Linked DNA regions of Urocitellus parryii: region 2 is linked to region 1. A link is a contact called in public Hi-C data. All regions are on one chromosome and are shown on one strand. The core of a region is the stretch at or near the end of the contact, and the rest is flanking DNA. Distances in the headings are between cores, read along the strand shown. Region 1 holds the start of Adat2 (adenosine deaminase tRNA specific 2). Region 2 holds the start of Hivep2 (HIVEP zinc finger 2).

Region 1 (3,630 bases), core at 406-2,905:
CTTCAGCAGCAGCATATATTGTACTGACATATATTCCATTACAAATATATCTTTAGCTTTTATAAATAGAATGGTCTCAGTAGTCTCAGTGTAGATTAAACATACTTTAAGATGTTTAAAGTATCAGAAGAGGCTGAAGATATCAGAAGATACTTTTTATTTATAAAGGATGTCTTAACGGTGATCAAAGTTTGTATATGCTTATTATCAATTTGTGCTAGACCTGAGACATGCAAAACATAATCCTTGCCTGATCAAAAACCCTATCTCAAACCACAAAGAATCATCATATCTGAATTACTGGTATAATGGTATTATTAATTTCAAATTGTTTGGGCATAATAGAATACAATCAAAAAGTAAGACAATAGCAACCAAGTTCTTTGGGAAACGTCTGTCCTTGATGTTTAAGTACTTATGTAACCTAAACATGTAGTTGGTGATAAAAAAAAAATTCTCAAACCCTCAAGTTCAAAAACATTCTCTTAAAGTTCCTAAATTTCCTTTTTGTATAATTCAAAAGGCTTTTTAATTTCTCCTTCAAATTCCTGAATGCTATGACATGAATGTCATATGATGGAAAAGGGTCTCAAGATTTTTAAGTAAAATCTGTTTCTAAATCTCCTTTCAGCCAGTGATTTCAGTTGTGTTACCTAGATGTGCACTGATTCCAACCTTCACAATCCTGAGAAGATTGCACAACATCCTAATCCTAAGCATTTTGTTGCTGCATAATTTTATCTAAAATGGCAGAACCAGAGCTGAAATATTGATTTGCTTTTCTTTATCTAGTACATATCTTTCTTCAGTACAACGTGCTATTTTTTAAAAAGTCAAGTTATCTTTAAACACCACCCAAAGTACAGACTTCAGATAACTCCCTTAGAATGTTATGAAACTCCAATAAAGGGTGAAAGCCAAAGTACTGAGAGTGCCAAAAAGAAATGAAGGCGATCACAAGAAAGCAACAAAGAGAATTAAAAAGAATGCCTGGAAAAAAAAAAAACTTAATTGTGGTACGTTCTCCAAGTTCCGTGGGGGGGGGGGTAGGGGGTGGAGAGAGAAGCAGAGTGAGGGGCAGTGACAGGGCAAAGGACGTAGAAACTGGAGAGATGGAAAGAACCCTGGAGGTTTGCCATGCCGCTCCACATCCGTAGCCTCTACATATCCTGGCCTCTCCCTGTTTTGGAAGAAAGCCACCTCTCTTCCACCTCTTTCTCCCAGTGCCCCTTTCCAAGCACGCTGTCACCCACCTCCAAGAACTGTGCCCAGGAAAATGCATTTCTTTTTGTGACGTTTCAAAAAATTCCACATAGATCTCAGCATCTTCAGGCGCTGGGGGTGCGGGCTTCTTGGGGTGCGGGACAGGTTCACCAGGAAACCGTTTCTTTGTCACCTGGGCCGGAAGACCCGGCAGGATCGCCGTCGTCCCTCTCGGTGCTCTCCAGAAATCACAAACACGACTTTCCGCAGAGGCTGTCACCAGAGCGGGAAGGGGGCGTGGACTACAGAGCAGCTGCGCTTTCTGTCGCTGCCGCCGCGCCGCCGTCGCCGCTCACTGGTCCGGAGCTCCCAGGTCCGTCGGGAAATTGCTCCCGCGTGCCCTGGCCTTCTCCTGTCCCCCGGAAACGATGGCCCATTTACACTGCGTTCCGCAGTCCCTGCTCCCCTTGGGTCTCGGCCTCTGACACCCTGAGGTCCCGCGCGGGTGCGGTATGGAGGCAAAGGTGGATTCCTCGCCGGCCCCAGACGGCTCGTGCGTGGTGTCAGCAGAGGAGATCGAAAAGTGGATGGAGGAGGCGATGCAGATGGTGAGGAGCATGGGAGGGTGGGTGCTGCCGGTGCGAACTTTCTCCAGCCCCATCCCTAGCCTGGTTTTCCAGCAAAACTCCCAGGCGCGCTGCTTCACACCATCATCTTAATGGCGCTCAAATTTTCTGGGTAATCGACTGGCTTTACTCTCATAATTTTTTAAAAGTCTTTTCTCACAGTGGCTCCCGGAGAAAGGGAAGGAGAAAAGTACAGAAATTATTTGTGTTGGTGTCAAGGAGTAGGTGCTAATGTAGCCCTTCAGCTGTTCCTTGGTCCGCGCTGCCTCTCCTTCCTTCCCATGGACGCACAGTCCCAAATCTACAAGTCACAGGAGTTTGTATTTGGGACCCTCAAACGTATCTAGTAGAAGCAAGAAAGTTGAACTGTTTCTTATGGGGAACAGTTTGAAATGCGTGCCTGTACAATCAGCGTGCCTCTCTTTCGTTCGTTCCTTCGTTCGTTCATTCATTCATTCATTCATTCATAGTCTACAGGACTTTCCGCTCTCCTCTGGCTTCCTTCCCTAGCCCTGTGTAGCATTGCTGATTGAGGAGGGCGAATCATATTTGGGTATTATCCAAGCTTTACTCTTATTTGTGTGTGCCAATGAGCTTCTTAATTGGGATTAAAGTTTGTATGGTGTATATATGTACAGCCTACTAGGACACATTCCAAGAAATGCCTCCTGAGGCAATTTCATCACTGTGTGAACATCATAGAGTGTACTTAGCATTCCTCCTACACACTGGGCTATATGGCAAGCCTGTAACTCCTAGGCTACAATCCATTTAGCATGTTACAGAACTGAATACTGTAAGTTATTGTAACACAATGGTAGGTGTTGGTGTATCTAAACATAGAAAACTTAGTAATAATGCAGTGCAAAAGATTTAAAAATTGAACACCTGTATAGGGCATATGCCTTGAACAGAGCTTGCTTTGGGTGAGTCAGTGAGTGAAATAGGATATTGTTGTATACAGTGTAGACTTTACAAACATTCTACACTTAGGCTACATTTTAGAAAAATATTTTTTTCGCCATTCAATGTGTTAACCTTAGCTTACTGTAACTTTTTAAACTTTTTGTTAAAAAAAAAAAAAGAAAAACTAAGACACAAATACACTCAATAGCCTAGGCCTACAGGAGGTCGTACCAATACCACTGTCTTCCACCTCCACATCTTGTGCCTCTGCTGTTTTACAGTTAACTTTTTTTTAACAGGTAGAAGGAATATACTGTAATGATAAAAATGTAGTAAATACTTAAACAAGTAACATAGTAGATGATCATCATTATCAAGCTTTATGTATTTTCACCAGACCGGCAGTGCAAGTAGGGTTGTTTCTACTAGCATAACTACAAACCTCTGAGTAGTGTGTGGTGCAATTTTATTACAACATCTCATGGCAATTAGATTTTTTTTTTTTTGTACCAGAGATTGAACCCAGGCACTTAACCAGAGCCACATCCCCAGCAATTTTTATTTTTTATTTTGAGACAGGATCTAAATTGCTTAGGGCCTCACTAAGTGCAGAGGCTGGCTTTGAAATTGCAATGCTCCTATCTCAGCCTCCCATGTCACTAGAATTACAGGCATGTGCCACCACCACCCAGAGGCAATAGGATTTTTTTAACTCCATTATGGTCTTGTAGACCATTGTCACATGCAGTCTATTGTTGATCAGATTTTCAGCATGTAACTATATACAAACAAACATACCCATTTTATATATAGATAAGTACATATCCATATATACATGCATTTGTGCACATACACAATGCATATTTCATATGCATGCATAAACATATAAATATAT
Region 2 (3,630 bases), core at 650-3,149, 440 kb after region 1:
TAAATGAATGTTTAAAAAAGTAACCACACAAATTTAAAAGAAGATGATAATTGGGGAGTTCCCCCCCCCAAGGGCTTCAAGTTAAGTCAACAAAGGATGAATATTAAAAAACCTTTATACAATAAAAGAAGTTGCCTAAGTGGAAGTAGGCCCCGAATTTAAATGGTTCCGATTTTTTTTCCCTTGAAAAATATCGATTAAAAAAAGGTATCGCCGTTTTGTTTTGGAGAGTCGTCCTTCACAGTAATGTTGCTAGTGCATGGGAATCCCCCAAATACCCTGATTATAGGTCGAAGCGAAACCAGAGGCGCTATTCTCCCAGTTGTTGAAGGGGCTGTCCTTGCTTTTGAATTGTATTCATTTTTAATGAAAGGGGAAAGGAATATTTTATATGTCTTGTCATTTGGTTCCTTTCGGCGAATTCTGAAACTCGAGACGCAAAACATTCCGCAGTTATTGGTGAAATACCTGCCTTAAAAGCAGAACCACAGTTAATGTCTTTGGCTCGGAATTCCAGAGACTAATTTCCACCCCTCCCACGGAGTCACCTGCTCAGGGGGAACCCCGGCCAGAAAGCCGGGTCGCGCCAGGTCAAATCTTGCGCTTCTCTTGTTTACTCTGCCCGGGGCAGGGCGGCGGCGCGGCTGGGGGTTGGGGGTGGGGAGGGCTGCTACGGCCCGCGGCGCCCCGGGCGCCAGCTCCGCTTGGCGGGGCGCAGCGGCTTGGGCACCCGGCAGGGGCGCCGCGTGGTCCCCGCCAGGCTCCGAGACCACTTAGAGGAGGCACTCCGGCCGCCCGCTCAGCCCAGCAGCCGCTAATCGCTTTGGGGTACAGCGGCCTCCTGGGAACCTCCCTAGAGGGTGCACGGGAGTCCACAGGGAGGGTAACGGCCCAAGGGAACCCCGGTGTCCCCCGGGTGTTTCTGGGTGGGGGAGAAAGCCAGAACCCCGGGTACCCCTCCTCGCTTGGGATTCCCTTCCCCCGCACGCACCGCTTTCCCAGGACTGGGTGAGATTTCACTCCGGTCTTTTCCGAGGAAAGGGAAGAGCGCGGCTGGTGGTGGCAGTTCGCCCCCAGCCCTAGGTCCCAGAGCCGCCCACCAGGAAACCTGCAGCTGCTCTGGGTGCTACAACCCGAGCCTATTTGAACATCCCAATGTGGGCGGGTTGCGTTCCTCTATCTGGGTGCGCCCAGGGCACCCAGGGGAGTGATCCCAGGGAAAGCAATTGAGGGGGATTTCGAGCGCATGAAAAGTTCGCGTTTCCTCGGGGGCACGGAAAATGCTAGTAAAACACTTTGCAAAGCTCCAGAAACAGAGCCAGGAGTTATAGTTTCATTTTGTTTCTCTTGACCGATAAAATAGTAGAGCATGGGAGAGGCAAAGGATCAGGGGTACCTGGACAAAAATCTAAGGACAATACTAATTATATAATTCTGTTTGCTAGGAAAGCAGGGAACGCGTATATGTGAAATGGGGTAGATGGGAAGGGGTGGGAACGAAGGAGGTTTCCACATTCTTAAAGGAAATTCTCAGGCTTCTCAGCGCCCAAGTGTTTCTGCAAGACGTGCAGAGACCCGCTCTCCCGGGAGTTCCCCGCTCCCATCGAGCGGGAGCGCAGCGGCGAGCTTCCCGCGCCAAGTGGCAGTAGCCTGCCCTCCCGGCCGCCTCCCTCCCGCTCGCCCAGCGCGCCGCACATCCCTCTCTGGTCGCCGGCTCCAGACTGGTTTTTCTGGTTCAGCCTCCCTCCCGGGGACGCGCTGGGGGATCCGATGACGTCGCTGGCTGAGTCTCTCCCTCTTCCTCCCTCCCCCCCGCCTCTCCCCCGCCCGCCCTCGCCGCGCACTCCTCCTAGTAACTTCTGTTCGGGGAGGCGCTGCCAGGAATAACCCGGTGCGTCCACTGCCCGGGAGGGGAGGCGGCCGCTGCGGTTCCCGCACGCAGACAACTGCGGCCCGAGCCCCGCCGGCTCCTGCCCCAGCCTGGCGGCCCCTGCCCCGGGCCGATCTTTGTATAGTGTCAGAAAAATAAATATAGGCAAGAGGAGCCTGGGCTGGCGGACGGGATCTCTTCCCTCCCTCCGCGCCCGCCCTCCCTCTGTCCTTAAGGAAATGCTACCAGACACCCCCCACCAGACACGCTCAGCCTTGGCGAGGAGCGGCCGCCGCGGCAGCGAGAACAAGGGCACCAGGGGGGTTTCCTCCCCTCCTCCTCTCCCTCCTCTTCCTCCTCCTTCTCAGCGGTGACTTTCCAGGTGAGCGGCCACCGCGGCTGCGAGGATCCCCCTCGCTGGCTAGGGCTCGGTCGCCGCGTCGCACCCTCCTCTGGCCCCTGTCACCCAGCAGCAGCCGGGAGCTGACAGCCGCCCGAGGGGCTCGCGGCCCGGAGGCGGGCGGCCGGCGGGAGGCGGGCTGGAGGTGAGGGGGTGGAGAGCCGGAGAGCGGGGCGCCGCGGAGCGCTGTCTCTCCTCGGCGGAGGAGGGTCTCCGCAAAAACATCTTCAGTGACTGTGGCACAAGTATTTGCCAAGTTGTGTCTTGGACGTTGAAGCTCCTCGGAGCCCGCAGCAACTTGGAGGGTCTCCTGGCTGGTTAACAATTTCCCTCCACGCCTCGACTCTGGGGTGCTGGGTGCAGCCCCGGGTGCGTGGAGGGCGGACCCGCTACTGGCAGAGAGCAGAGCGGCGGGAATCTAGGTCCCTCCTCGGCTCGGTAAGTGGCCTCGGCGCTGTGTTTTTCCTGCCTCCTTCAGCGTTAGAAGCTTGTTTCACTTTATACTGAAATCGCTGCCGCGGAACTCCGGCGCCCCCTCTTCGGCGCGCGCCCCCGGCCCCTTCCCGGTTTCCGAAGGGTGAGGGTCGGAGGGGGCGGGGATGGGAGAGACCTCGGGAGGGGGGTCCGGCGCGTTGGGAAATGCGGGGAATACCCTGGCCGAGGATCTATGCAGATGAGGGCAGGCTGCTTTGCGTAATGTCCTGGGGGGAGGGGGCCGCGCGGGAGCGCTGGAGGCAGGAATGTGCCTGGTTACTAATGAGGGACGTGCACCGGCGCGCACCGCCCGGCCACCGCTGCGGCTGCCGCGGCCGCCGGCGGCCCGTTGTCAGGTAGCGGGGGAGGGGGCCGGGGCGCGCTGCGCGGGTCGGGGGCGGCGCGGGCGGCCGGGCTGGCGGCGCAAGGGCCGGGCCGCCGGCCTGCGGCCGAGCGAGCGCGGGGAAGACTCTGGCTGTGGGCATTTCTATGTCTATTTTCTCCTCCCGAGCAAGGAAGGAAAGAGAGAAGGAAGGAAGGAAGCGAGGAAGGAGGGGACTGTCTCGATGGAAGGTTCAGGCGGAGGCGCCCTCGCCTTGCTGGTGCACCGGCCGCAGAGTGGCTCCAGCCGCCGCCGGCTGGACCCGGGCGCGCGGAGACGGGTGGGGGCGGTTTGCATGCGTGTTTGTCTGTGCGTCTGGCCGGGGACCGGGAAGGGACATGTGTGTTTGGGCTATGCACTGTGGGGAGCTGGGTCTGCGCCTTTATGTCTGTTCCCTGAAGTGGGTGGAACGTTGGCCCGTTCCGGGAATGTTCCATGACGTGGTGCAGCCACAGGAAGGGGGTTAACGAGGGGCTCTCTGCCGTGGCGGCTCTGCCGGTTGCT

The links. A called contact is a pair of places that touch in the nucleus more often than the background predicts.
Region 2: a contact with region 1 is called in a Hi-C map of liver, with 4 times the contacts expected there. The contact joins the promoter of Hivep2 here to the promoter of Adat2 in region 1. A contact is called at or near these places in 2 of 2 Hi-C or Micro-C datasets (liver and muscle).

What each region holds. Positions count from the first base shown.
Region 1 is chr8:22,165,865-22,169,494 of mUroPar1.hap1, forward strand. Adat2 (adenosine deaminase tRNA specific 2) reads left to right here and starts at 1,656. Exons shown (of 6, transcript XM_026397614.2): 1 at 1,656-1,811. The coding sequence starts at 1,716. Pex3 (peroxisomal biogenesis factor 3) reads right to left here and starts at 1,507. Exons shown (of 12, transcript XM_026397598.2): 1 at 1,254-1,507. The coding sequence starts at 1,326.
Region 2 is chr8:22,602,764-22,606,393 of mUroPar1.hap1, forward strand. Hivep2 (HIVEP zinc finger 2) reads left to right here and starts at 1,900. Exons shown (of 11, transcript XM_077802093.1): 1 at 1,900-2,252.